2 separate regions of the Triticum aestivum genome follow, and region 2 is linked to region 1. A link is a contact called in public Hi-C data. All regions are on one chromosome and are shown on one strand. The core of a region is the stretch at or near the end of the contact, and the rest is flanking DNA. Distances in the headings are between cores, read along the strand shown.

The links. Hi-C and Micro-C count contacts between places; a contact is called where the count stands out from the background.
Region 2: a contact with region 1 is called in a Hi-C map of root, with 10 times the contacts expected there. The contact joins the enhancer-like site here to the promoter of LOC123138367 in region 1. A contact is called at or near these places in 3 of 5 Hi-C or Micro-C datasets (leaf and root) and 1 of 1 datasets of contacts at active chromatin or transcription factors (leaf).

The regions. Positions count from the first base shown.
Region 1 is chr6B:625,990,876-625,997,670 of IWGSC CS RefSeq v2.1, forward strand. LOC123138367 (cyclin-dependent kinase inhibitor 1) reads right to left here and starts at 5,090. Exons shown (of 4, transcript XM_044558335.1): 1 at 4,528-5,090; 2 at 4,379-4,437; 3 at 4,069-4,278; 4 at 3,388-3,979. The coding sequence starts at 4,917. The coding sequence ends at 3,901.
Region 2 is chr6B:626,135,553-626,142,347 of IWGSC CS RefSeq v2.1, forward strand. No RefSeq gene overlaps it. Among protein-coding and RNA genes, the nearest start is that of LOC123138367, 140 kb to the left of the region's middle. Within about 2 kb of position 4,014, at least 1 of the 8 cell types and tissues checked has an H3K27ac peak or open chromatin away from gene starts, as enhancers often do. A contact at or near this core is called in root, where this site is marked.

The DNA of each region.
Region 1 (6,795 bases), core at 3,840-6,339:
CATGCAACACCGACGTTCTGCAGCGCCCCTGCAAACCACCGATGGTGTTTTGCAAGCACGCGGCTGAAATGCTGCGAGCGGCGGTGACCACATGGGGAACGAGGGGGCACGGCCGCCTATACGTGAGCGCCGGCTTGGGCCAAGGAGCCGGCGATGCAGCGCAGGCGGTGATTCACTCAGCATCTCTGTTGCAGATGCGCACCGAAGTTGCATACCCAGGCCACTGGCGAACTACCACGGTCCGCGGCTGCACATCAGTGTTGTGGGGGCGGCGAGCGGCGTTGTTAAAGACTACACCGAGCACCACTGCAATAAAAGAGGGCATCGCCGCTGCACCGGCGATGTTGTGCAACACGACGAAGCGCGGCGAGGCTGCAGTGGCTGGAGTTGTTGTGCAATACGACGGATGCTCATCGGCGGCCGCCGGTGCTGCAATGCAGCCCTCGTTGGCGGGTCATTGAAGCTCCGTCGGCGCTGCAATGAAGCGTTGCCGGAGCTGCAGTGAAGCACCGCGGGGTCATTTAATCTCCGTTGGGGTTGCAATGGAGCGCCGCCGGACACCGCCGATGCTTCGCGCCAAGCGCTACTGCCATGGAAGCTGCTGCGCTGAAGCTTTTTGCCGTGCTGGCTTCGGTGCTGCGAGGTAGAGGACGCAGCAGAGAAGGAAGACGAGGTAGTTGGTGCTCTGAGGTATCCGCTGATGGATGGAAGAACATAGAAGAAAGAGGACCGCTCTGTTTGTTGCGATCGAACAACCACCGTCAGTCAGATCGGACGGCTATTTAGGTGGATGATTTCTGTAGGCTTTCATCAGGTTGATTTGTAGCAACCAAAAAAAAAAAACAGGCTCTTGTTCCCGACGGGACGTACCCTATTTACAACACGCGCTAGAGAGATCGTGAATCCCCCAGATTTCGATCCGTAATCAATAGGCATGAATGCGCGTATCAGGTCGAGATCAATTCCCATACGGATTTCTCACAACGACTACTACTACCCTGGTACCACCACCACCGTCCTCTCTAAACCCCCTGTTACACGTCCAATCCTCCACATGCCTCCGCACCGTGCAGCACGACAGGAGGCGCGACAACGGAGACGATACGGCCGGCGGCAAGTACCGGTCATTCCGTCCTCGGCAGCGCGCCCGTTGGCCGCCTGGCCGTGCCATGGGGGCGAGCACGAACGAGCGCGTCCTCGGCGGTACTGGCTACAGTGGGCGCACGGTGGGTGAATCGCCCGTCCGTCCGCCGCCCCTTTAATTTCCCTGGTGGATCGATCGATCGGTGTGTACTCCGCTGGCCCGTTTGCGTCCGCCGTACCCCTACAGATCGCTGCGTCCATATTTGCGCTGTTCTAGGACTGCGACGGACAATTGGGACTTGCAACGCAGTTAATACACAGCAAAGTACCACCCCTCCCAGTACTTCGCGAGTTTAGTGCAAAATCGTACTACGTTACAGATGAATGCAAACGGTCTGAATCAGCGCCAACACACGACGTCTGCTCTGCTCTGCCCTGCCTTTTCTGAATCTGAAGGAGTTGCGGCAGTTTCACTGTCACTCTGGGTGCCGCCATTCCCTGATCGATCCTAGGTTGCTACTACCAGTAGCAGATGCGTTCAGATATGCTGATGCTGTCACTTTGCATGCTCTGCCATGGCAGGCATGAGTAGACAGTTGTGCGTGTTTATCCGCAGGAAATGGAGGGATTCCGCCACTTGTGGACTCCAAAGCAGAGCTACCCCAACAGAAACCCGCAGTTTCAGTGCCAACGCTAGCTCAAAGTGAGTAAAATATACTCCATACTTAACGAGATGGCCGGCCATTATTAACCCAGCGTGCGCGGAATGTTTACTGCTTGGGGATCCCCACCTTCTCCTCCTCCAAGAGTCCCCAGGCAAATCACCGCGTTTTCTATAACGCCTGTTGTCGAACGGACCCCCTTTTCACCGTACCGTCGCTGACACAAATTACTGGTGATCGACGACAAACAAACAAACGCGCTGCACCGCGCTGCCAACCCCGGTGGATCGGCCAATCGATCTCTCAAGTCTCATTCATGATCTCACCCCCACCACCTTCCACGGATCTGGGCTTCGTATTGTAGAACTGTAAAGCGATCGATCCAGCTTATTTTATGATGCTCACAACGTGCCCGATCATGCATGCTACCCATCAAACCGCCCACTCTCTCTCTTGCACGTTGTGTCGACTTTTCATTCGTCCAATCACAGGCACAGTGCTAGTGTTATTTCAGCTCCAACAGCACGGAAAGTGACCTGCTCTTTCTTCGTTAGCACACCACTATTCTTCTGCATTAGTATATAGTATACATAATCCTTCACACACACACCGTGGACGAACGTAAGCAAAAGCAGATTACATTGCCGTCGGCACCGGCAAAGCGTCAGGCTAACAAAATACAGTACTGCCAGTACTGCAAGAAAAGTTCAGTATTTTCCAAAACTGAACCCAGGCTAGAGCCTCCATGGCTAGAGCGAGCTGATACCTTGCCATATCGGGCTACACATACAAACCCCCCAGACGCAGGGTACAGAAGTTACCAATGAGGTGAGGTCACACGAGAGCCGGGGCCCGCCCCCACACACCACAAGTTTCAGTGCAAAATTAAAGCCAGCAAACAGCATTGTGCGTGCGTGTGGTGTAGTTCGTCCCAGTTCCCGGCGAGCTGAGTGTCTGGCACCGAATCCCAGCGGCATCTCTCCCTCCCTGCTCCCATCCTATTCCTACTAGTAGTTTTTACCAACCTACTGACTGACCCAGATCCCGATGCAACTAACATTCCTTAATGCCCCCTCCCTACCCCCCCTCCCACCGTGCACGGCATGATGCATCCATGTGCCATGGATCCAGACCCAGCTCCCCTCCCCAGCGGCGCTTTGTTTAGTTCAGACGGCCGCTCTAATCACTAATCATTCACGCATAGGTTAATCACCACTTGCTCTATCTAACCCCTTTTTTAACCGCGACGACGGCAGAGGTAGGGAGACAGTGGTAACTTCCCTCCCCTTCTTCCCTGGTGTGGGCGATCCGCGCGCTGTGCCTCGGCCCAGGCACCGGGGTCCCCCATCTCCCAGCGAAGCCTTCTTTCCACGGCACGCCATGCCGCCTGCCATGGAAGCCTCCACTGCAGTCTGCCTGCCTGTACTGCCTGTCTGCACTGCACTGCACTCTGCACCGAAGCATCCATCCATGCCATGCATGGGTGCCGAAGCTGTTTCCGTGCCCCTGCAAAGCCTCTGCATGCCTGCTCACTTGCAGAACTACCTAGGAGTAGCTACCCAACGATCTGGGTAACCGCATAACGTGTGCATTTCTTCTTGCAGGACCAGTGCAACGGATAAGGCGGAATCATGCATGGATGGAAACGGCAAAGGGAGACGGTTCACTCACTCAAATCAAATTATAGATCTGCGGCGCAGCAGCAAGAAGCTGCTGCTGCTGCTGCTACATGCTGACGACGATGTACAGTAAAAAATCCAGGCAAATACATGTAAGGTAATCAACTACTACTAGGTGACAATTACAGTAAGGGACTGATCGAGCGATCCGTCCTGTCAACGAAGATAAGTACCAGTAGGGGAAGTAAAACTGCTACTGCTGCATGCTGCTGGGAAAAATCAGGATTAATATAAGGGTGTGTGAGGTGATAATGGTGGGAATATGTGAGTGAATGAGTGAAAGAAAAAGTTGGTTGATGAATCGGTGGTTGGTTGGTTGGTTAGGCTATAATGCTTCTTTTTCTTCTTTCCGGAGCATCTTTTTCCCTTCGCCTTTCTACACGGCCGGCCGGCCGGCCGGCGCCCCAGCTCTACAGTGAGTAACTTTCTAGCTACAGCTTCTCTCCCCCCTTTGCACGCTCGCTTTCATCGGCTGGCTAGTTGCTGCTCACCGCCGGGGTCCACTCGTACCGGCCGGAGTCGAGAGGCACGCCGCGGGCCACGTCGAAGTTGTACCTGGCACAGAGAGCTCGCACGTTAGAATTCCGGCGACGGCGACGGCGGCCGCAAGATAAGGAAATTTCCGCTGCTGCTAAAGTACTTACTTGCAAGCGAAGCGCCTGGCCTCGGCCTCCTCGGCGGCCGCGAAGAACTCCTCGATCTCGGCCGCCGGCGGGATCCTCGACCTCGCGGCCGGCTGGACCTGGGCGGTCGGCGTTTGCGGCAGCGACGACCGGCCGCTGTTCTGGCCCGCCAGATCCGACTCCAGGTCGCTCAGGTCGCCGGGGAAATGGCTGGACGGCGTCGTCTCTCGCCTGAATTTTCAAAAGCGACGAGCGGGACGGGGTCAGGAGCACGTCAGGAGGCATAATTCACAAGAATTGGCCGGAGACAGGAGGGAATTCGATCTCGCACCTCTCGCGGTTGCCGCCGCTCTCCGCGTTGTTGCTTGCTGAGCCCTCCGGAGCGCCTGCCTGTAGAGCGGAGAAAGCCACGATTTTCAGCAAAAAAAGGAGATCTCGAATCGTATCCGAACTTTAGGGTTTGGACCCCAATTCCCTCACCTTGCTGTTTGCAGCGGCGTCGGAGCCGCACGACGGCAGGCTCCTATCCTGTCCCGCGGCCGACGCGTCCACGGACGACGCCGTGCTGGAGCAGCGCGAGAGGCCCGCCGGGAGCGGCGGCGCCGGCCCGTGCCCTGGGCCAGCAGCCGATGCAGGCGCCGGCGGGGCCATGAACAGCATGCGGCTCCGCAGCTTCAGGTAGCAGCTCCCGCTCTGGGCGCGAGCGGCGGCGCCGCCGAGGGGCGAGCTTGGCGGCAGCGGCCGCCTCCTCTTGGAAACGACGACGTTGGCCGCGGCCGCCCGCGACCGGGTCCGGACGCCGACGGCCTGCGTGACCTCCACGCCGCCCACGCCGTCCTCCGCCCTGCACTTGCGCATGTACTTCCCCATCGCCCCACGCCTCGCGCTCCTGCCTGCCCTCCTTTGGCCGTTTCCGTCTGCAGTGCGCAGCGCGGCGCCGGTGGGATGGAGGGATATGATGCCGCTGGGTTGCTCTTTGGATTCTCTCCCCCGTCCGGAGTGAGCCCCGTGCGCGTGTGTGCGTACACATATAACACGCCAAGGGAGCCGGGGGATCGGATCCCGATCCGACGGCCAGGACCGCCCGACGGCGCCGTCAGCCGGATCTGGACGCTGGCCGCTGAGTCGGTAACGGCGTTCTGGAAATCCCAAACGGAACGTGATCATCACGGGAATGGCCTTTCCGGCGGGCGGCTACGGACGAGATTGCCCCTCGTTGTCTGCAGGCGTGACACGTGGGCCGGGCCGGATCCGACGGCTCACGTAGCGCCTGGGCGGGGTTAAGACGGATTTGAAACTGATGAGTGATGGATGATGATGGGGGTAATTCGAACGGGGTGCCGTTGCGATTCGACGCTCGGATTTGGAGAGGGCCGTTGCATGCGTGACTTGCGCTTGGACGGATGAGGGCCGGGCCCTTGCCGGAAGAGAGAAAGAAACAGAAATTTACAGATAGGCTGGGGGCCTCCCCTGGGTCTGGGTCTGGGTGCTGGGTGGGTTCTGGGTTCTGCCCTGCAACTGCGGGCGGATCGGATGGTAACTGTCGAAAGGCTTCCCCGGAAAAGCGTGGGGGTCGGCGGCAGGTTCAGATTCCGTCTGCCGTCGTCGGCCTGCAGGCTCGCTGTGACGTGTGTTGCGCACCCCCTGATCTGCTTTCGTCATCCTCGGGAAGCTCGTCGTCTGCAATCCGCTCCACTCCACACGTGATGATGTGAGCGGCGGTTGAAGCTGAGGGCCGTGTACGAGGATCGCCGGTAGCGGTAGGTAGTGTCAGCACCTGCTTTACGCGAAGTGGTTAATTCAGTTAAGTGAAATGGCAAATGTGTTCAAAAAAAGGGACATGTACGTGACATGATCACGCGCCAGGGAATGTGTGAAACGGCGGGCTGGCAAAGCAAGGCTCCATTTTATAACATCTGGCCAGCCGTGTAACGAACTGCATCGACCAGCGCGGCAGGTTCGCGGAGTACCGTACGCGGGACGACATCGCAGGTCGGTCGCCGCACCAGCGGCTTTGGCAGGGAGCCGCCCCCGGATCTACCTTGGCAGGCGCGTGGCGTGTGAGTTCGGTGGGTGGAGTAGCCCACCGAGCGCGGGCCATGCGCGCACGGGCCGCGATGCCGCCGCTGGTTGATCGTCGCGGCCTCGCGGGCGGTCGGCCACGGTGATATTTTTGGCATACTGATGACTGGTGGATGGATGCTGGCATATGCCTAGTTGCGCGCAGTGCCTGGTCGTGTGCGTGATCCACGAGCGACGACGACAGCGCTGCGGCTGTCCCCTCTGGTTTTGGATGCTTTGTGTTACCGCGCAAAGATCCAGCGTGAATTAATGACTTCATCAGATGCTAGCTCCTGCCATGCATTTCCTGAGGTAAACTAGCTGCCCATCGGTGACAAGACAAGCATGTCCCTGGCTAAACATAGCAACTGGCAGCAAGTACTCAGGTGCCTTTTGACACCCATGCGCGGGCAGAGAAAATATCCAGCGAAAACAAAATAACGTGGGAACCGGTAAAGACCATGTGAAAAATAAGTTTCCAAACTACTTGAAATACCCCAAGTGGTACAGTATGTTTTGGGTGGTGGATGTTCTTCAAACATGTCAGATTACCCTCTAATAGCAGTAGAGATTTTATTTGATTTGGGTATTGGCGAGGGAACACAATAAAAGTTTTGATTTACTCGAGTTTTGATAAGATTTGATTTGATCGAGTTAATGCAGGACATGGGGAGGGTTGACAAACAG
Region 2 (6,795 bases), core at 2,764-5,263, 140 kb after region 1:
CACCCTAATCTTCTTTTGAGTAGATTTCAAAGTAAGAGTACAAGACACTAAGAACTTCTTGGCATCCCATTCCAAAATGTCAAAGATATCTAAGTCTACTCCCATCAAAATCCCCCCTACAGTACCCAAGGCAGGGAGGTGATGCCATTCAAAGCATCTATTGCCACTAATGGATTTCAGAATGGCAGTAGAGAGATCCTCTCTCTTGGTTTCCTGAAAGGCAATGATGTCTGCTTTGGTTTTATTTAAAGTATCATTAATATTGGGCTTTTTACCAAACGTGGTGATTCCCCTGATATTCCAAAATAGGCATTTCATCTAGATCTTTTTGTCCTGGGGTGCTTGCCCCGCCCATATTTGGCTACATGTGTCCACAGCGCGCTGTGATCTAAATAATCACTATCAATCCCTTTGAGCCCCGGGGGCTGCAGGGAGGACTACAGTTACCAACATCCTCTGAAAGCAAATTGTTTGGGAGCAAATGTTCTATGCTCTCCAGAGTTGCACTAGGTTCAGCAGCCCCATTATAGCATGGGGACTGCATATGGATGGAAGAAGCAACTAGGTATTCTTCTACTTGAGGAAATGTTCCAGGGCTAGGGTGACAGCTGGGGCTGTCAATAGTGCCAACTAGAGCAAGAGGGTCATATATAGTACCACTAGCTACATTATCACTAGGGTGCTTTGCAGCAGAGGTAGAAAGATAAGCATTATCTACAGCTACATTAACAAGACTAGGGGGACAGCTATAGCTGTCGGTAGTACTAATGATGGGCAAATCTTCCCCTACTTTAACTAGAGAACAATCAATTTCAAAAACTTTGGATCATTGAAATGTTCAAAAGCGTTTTTAAGAATGGTACCTTTAACTGAAACTTTATCTTTTCCAAGGTTCTGCACAGCTTTGTTATCCATGGCTATTTCCAACATAGTCTTTCCTCCCAGATCAACCCTGGTGCTTCTCCTTTCTGGAATGATGGGCCCCCAAGTGTTTTTTCCTGATTTTTCCACTGGTGGGCCAGTGGGCACAGTCCCATCAGCCTGAGTAACTTGCTCTGCTATTTCCACGTCTACTTCAGTATCAGACATGTCTGAATCAGTGAGCTCCATTTCCCTAAGGAGGGAGTAGCAGTTGTCATTAGATCCATGTTCATCCATATGTTGCAGAAAGGCCAGTGCAGCCTGCCTGTTGTTGAGTTGAGAAAGCCCAGAAGAGCTTGAGTTCCCACTGAGAGAGGCAGAGGCTGAGGAGTTGGGAGTCCCCCTTGCAAGACCATGATCTGAGGCAGGGTCTTCACTGTGAGTGTGAGAGTTAGTACCAGTACCATTGACATCCTCTTCCAAAGCCTCTCCTCCAATGGGTGGCTCAGGGGGAATTTCAGCAGTGATCTTCACATTGTACAGATGTTCTCCAATCCCAAAAAGTCTCTCTGCAGGAATGAGTGAGAAGTCTCTACATCTGATTTTTATCCTAACCACCTCAAACAGGGACTTGAAATTGCCTTGCCAATCTACATCTAGCAAAGTCCCAAAGGCAGAGGCAAATTGTTCAAGCACTCCCCAGTCTGTCCAAGTTGGGTCAAGGTTTTCCAGCTTCACCCCAACTTGCTGCAGCTCAGCAAAATATTCCCAGTCACCCTTCCAGGTTTCCACCTTAACAGTAGTCCCTTCCATAGATGGAAGCCCAAACATGGGGTAACCAGCCACCTGCTCCACAGGGATGTGTGGTGGGAATTTAACCAAGTAGGTCCACTCATCCAGCTGTTTGATCTGCCAGGGCCAAGTGGTTTTGTAGATAGCTGAGAAGTTTTTGTTGAGCTCATCCTTAGAAACAGCACTAGATTCAATGTAAACTACCCCAACATTCTTCACCAGTCCAACATGCTGAGAGTTGACATCAGGAACATCTATCTGATAATACCCAAGACATGTGGCAGCACTCCCTACATACTTTGCCACATTTCTTGGCTTCTTCTTGATGGGGCAGTCCTCAACCACATGGGTCACCGTCTTGCAGATGAAGCAGAAACTCTGTTTAGTGCATTTCTCTCTAGTATGTCCAGGTTCCCCATAGTTCGGGCAGATTCCATCTGCATATGGCTCATCAGCTCTAGCAGGGGTAGGGTTCCTCTCCTTCTGCTGATTTTTATTCTGCCTGTTCATTCCCTTGTCTCTCCTGTTGGACAGAGAAGGATTTCTGACTGCATTGGGATCACTAGCCTCAGCTCCAGTTGTATTTGCACTTGCATTCCCCACTCTCTGTTGCTGTTGCTGTCCTGATGGTTGCTGTTGCTGCAGTCCTCCCTGTTGGGATCCTTGCCCTGAATCTCCAGCAGTCGCCTGAGGGTTATGGCTCTGGTCAGGCCAGGCCATAGGGTTCCTCCACTGGTTGGATTGCGGCTGCTGGAAGAATGGCCCTGGATAACCCCACAGTGGAGGGCCTTGGAAACCAAAATTGGGGACAAATTGCTGCGGAGGGCCAAACTGCGGGTCGAATCCAAGAGGGGGCCAGTTACCTTGCACCATAGTCGGCCCAGATGGTGGGGGAGGGCGCTGAAGGCGTTGCTCAACCGAGGCAGATCGATTCCTATTGTTCCTTCCGTGCCCTTGGCCACGCCCGCAATTATCAGCCATGTCTTGGATCTCCGCGAGAGTCGGCTTCGGCCCCTTCCAAGAACTGCTTGCAAGAGATATGGTGGTGGTGGGGAGGAGCGGAGGTGGGGCACCAGGAGCGGCGGCGGGGAAGCAATCGGCGGTGGAGAAAGCACGCTTGCCGACCAGTTCCTTGCGGATCCAGACGCGAATGGAGCGAGACGGAACCCTAGGAATATCCTGAAGTAGCCCAAAACGGGGTCCGTTGGCCCGGTCCGCAAACATGTCGGACCCCACATCCCAGTCAGTCCCCGCCCTGCGTGGCCATGGCAGAAACCGCCTCTTCTCACTGACAGGTAGGCCCAGACCAATCGAAGGAGGCCCATCTGCAGTGGTGGAACCCAACGCCCGGCCGCTGACAGGTGGGGCCCGGACGCGACAGCTGCCCAGATCCGCCATGGATGAAGCATGCGGCGGTGGTGGCGCGATCAACGCCGGCGACGGAGGTGCCCCGGATGGGCAAGAGCCACCTCCAACCCTACGGCCAGAGGTGTGGAAGAGGGCGCGGGGTCGGCGACGGCCACCAGCAGAGGTAATCGGAGCCTGGGAAGGTTCGGCGGAGTGGGGAATCGATGGTGTCCCATCCTGCTGTCGCCGGAGAAGCTCTAGGAACCGCAGGACCCAGGGCAAGGGAGGTCACCACCGGGGCTGACGCTCCCAGAACGCGACCCAGCGCGCCCGCTGCTCTGGATCTGGAGAGGAGAGCTCCGCAAGCGCCCAGGAAATCGCATCGACTCCGGGCGGCATGCGGCCACACTCCTCGTCGTTGGAGTGGCCGGCGATGGCTATTGATAATCTCCTCCTCACCTTCTCCGCAGAGCACGCTTGCGCCAGTATTGAGGAGCGCCGGCGTCGCGGTTCCCCCTCCCCCTGCGCATCTCTCGCCTCTCCATCCGCCATGGAGCCTTGCGCGCGCCCAGGGAATGGGGAGGCGGACGCAGGGCACGGCGGTGGAGGCGGTCGTGGCGCAGGTGAAGGCCAGCGGAGGGAATCAGGATCCGGCGAGGTGGGGAGGCGCAGCGGGGGTGGGCGGTGGGCTAGGAGCGATCATCGCCCCGGCTCTACCTATCTCGGTTGTGTACAAGTCAGAGATCTTTCTTTTCTTTTCTTTTCACGGCACGGCCAACAACGATCAACTGTACCTCCCGCGACGATATATATATTCGTCCTCCAAGGTCGAGGTGGATTACATATACAATGCTTTGCTTTAACCCTCTGTGGTGAGCGGTGACGCACGCAACATTGGATCCTCTCACATATTTATCGTTTCTCTAAGCAGACGTCACTTTGTCCTCTCTCCTTGTAGCCGTAGGGATCAAAAATCAAACGCCCTTTGCCACGTTAGAAACAGACAGGAGATAAGATATAATAATACAGTTCTGCTATAACTCATCTAGATGAGATATAATTTGGTCTCATTCACCTTTTATAGCCATTGGATGTGATGCTATAAGATGCGTGTGTGCTGACGTGGGTTGTATCTGTTCTTGTTTTCAAAGTGAATGAGACCGAATTATATCTCATCTAGATGAGTTCTAGGTACTTCCATAATAATAACCATAATGCTGGCCGACAGATACAGATCGGCCATGTTTATATAGCTTCTCATGCACCGAACATCAACTTGTTACCTGCAACCAACCAGCCGGTGAAAGTGAAGCGAAAACCAGATGAGATCCACAGGTGGCTTCTCTCTGACCAATGGAAGTTTTCGTGCGATCTCGTGATGTCACATGCGTCTCGCCAGGCCGGACAAGAGTTTCGATCCACTGCAGATCGAGTTGGTTAAACAAGTCGAGTAGCGCTGTCTCCTCTGGTTGATGAGCTCCTCCTGCCGTAGCGCCGAATATTCTTCCGTGAGCCGCTCCGGTAGTTGGGAGATTCCAGGCAAGCAAAGCGTATATACTCGGCGTAGCAGGTTGAGCAAAATGAGGGCCAATGATGAGTAGAGTGGAGTAGAGCTAATTAAACATCGACGACACTGACGCTGTAGAACATGGAGACAGCCTAAGACTGCTCCGTTTGACAGCGGCTACTTGGCCTACTACGGAATTTGATAGTCTATCCATTTGATCCAATTGATTGATGGGAGAGGCACACTGCACCCGAGAAAAACATACCGGGCAATTAATGAAATTCTCCGTGCAGAAATGACAGCGTGACACTGTTATGCCATTGACTAATGCAAGTCTGTATGTGCCCTCTGTCAAATGGGCTGTGCACTTGATGGAAGCTGGTACTAGCAAGAACCGGAGCTGATTAACTAGCGGCGGCGACACAGATAGCCCACCCATGCCTGATTTGACAGTTAATTAAAGAGACTGCCCTTCCCCCAAGCTGCTGCCAAAAATTACAGTGGTAGTAAACCAATCAATGCACTGAGCAGCAGCAAATAGAGCAGAGGATGGGCGCTACTAGCTGCGGCCAGCCAAAACAAGATCAGCAGGCAGGAGACAGTACTGGTACTGCAAGAGCAGAACGAACACCTGCAAAGGAAGGAAAACTTACTGTGTTCCTCTGGGCAGTGGGCAGCAAGATCCTTCTCTTTTGGCCCTTCCCGTGCCCGCATGCCGTGTACTCCTCCCTGCATTATTAACCCACGCGTGCATCGCATTCGCATGGTCCCCCGCCGCCGTGCGACGCGACGGAGGCCGGCCAACGGTGTGATGTGATCGGCCGGGGGCATGGCGGAAGGAACAGTGGCGGCGCACAGTTAATTGACGCACCGCATCGGCATGGGCTACCTGCCTGCTCTGCTCCAACCGGCCGGACGTACCATGCTGCTGGTATTAATTCTCTACTAGGCCGTTATTTTATCTTGTTCTTTTCTTAGTATTCTTTTCTACTCCTAGCTAGCTAGCTGCGCATATCCTTCGACTGGGAAATGCGCTCGTCTTTTTTCTCCTTTTTCAGGGGAATCCGATGCTTCGACTGGGAGTGGGAGTACTAGGAGGTGATACCCTGATGCGTGCAATGTGGATAGATAGATGTTCGCTTTGGTTGGCTGCAGGATGCTTGTACTGACTCACTGATTGAAGTCAATTCAGCTAGCTTAGGCACTAGGTTTCCACTCCAGTTTTGTTAGTCGTGTTTATTTTATCTTATCTTGAGGTGAGCCTTCTTAGTTTTCACAGGCGGCTGGATTGATCGTTATACCCCCCGCGTCGTCTATGTGAGGCGACTCGGGCCGGCACCCCGCCGGCCGCCGCCACAAAATCTCCACCAGCCACCGCCCTCTCGCCGCCGCCGGCAAAACGACGTCGGGCAAAGCCCGTCGACGGCTGGCGGCGGCGGGATCCGCCCCGCGCGCGTGCTCTGGTCCTGCCGTTCCCTCCCCTCGTCCGCATCGGGGCGTCCGGATCTGGCCGGATGCTTCCCTCTGGCCGCTCCTCGGGGGTCAGCCGACTCCCTCCTTTCAGATCGGGCCGGCGTGCCGTGGCTGCGGGCTTCTGGCACCCTCGGGTGGCTCCGGTGGCCTGGCCTCGGGGCTGCCTCGGCGGTGGTTCCACCCGCCATTGCCTGCTGAGTTGGGCGCGGCGTCCCCCTGCTCCACGCTCTTGCGCAGGCCTCCGCCGCCTCCCGCCCTCAAGCTCCCGTCATCGACCGCCTGCTGCGCGCTCTGCGTCTCGTCTTCCGCAGATCCAGTTGTCGCGTCTTTCGCCCCCACCTTGTTCGTCGTTGTTGTTCTCCTTTGCGTGCTTGCCAAACGAAGGTGGCGTCGTGGCTCCTGCTCCTTGGAGCCCTCCACCTCCCAGTTCATCCGATGGGCTGCCGCTATCTCGTAGCCTTTCCTGCTGGGGGCGCCGCACCGGTGCTCCTCACCGGTGGCCTCGGCGTCAAGGGTGCCAGCCGGTGTCTCTGCCGGTCGGATTCACCTGGATCTGGGGCCGTCCATTTTTGGCGCTACCCCGCGCTATTGGCGGCTGCTCTGCGTCTCGTCGCGTAGAGGATGTGGCCGGGGTTTGGGAGAAATCCATGGTCGGCCGGCTGCTGCTGGCCGAGACAGCGGCGACGCTTCCCGTCGTTCCCATCTTGATGGCGTTGTCTTCAACCCCCGATCTTGTGATGTTTTGGGTGTGCTCTGTGGTGTTCTATGCTTGGTGATGCCCTTCGACTACGCCGGTGGCACATAGGTGCCATGGC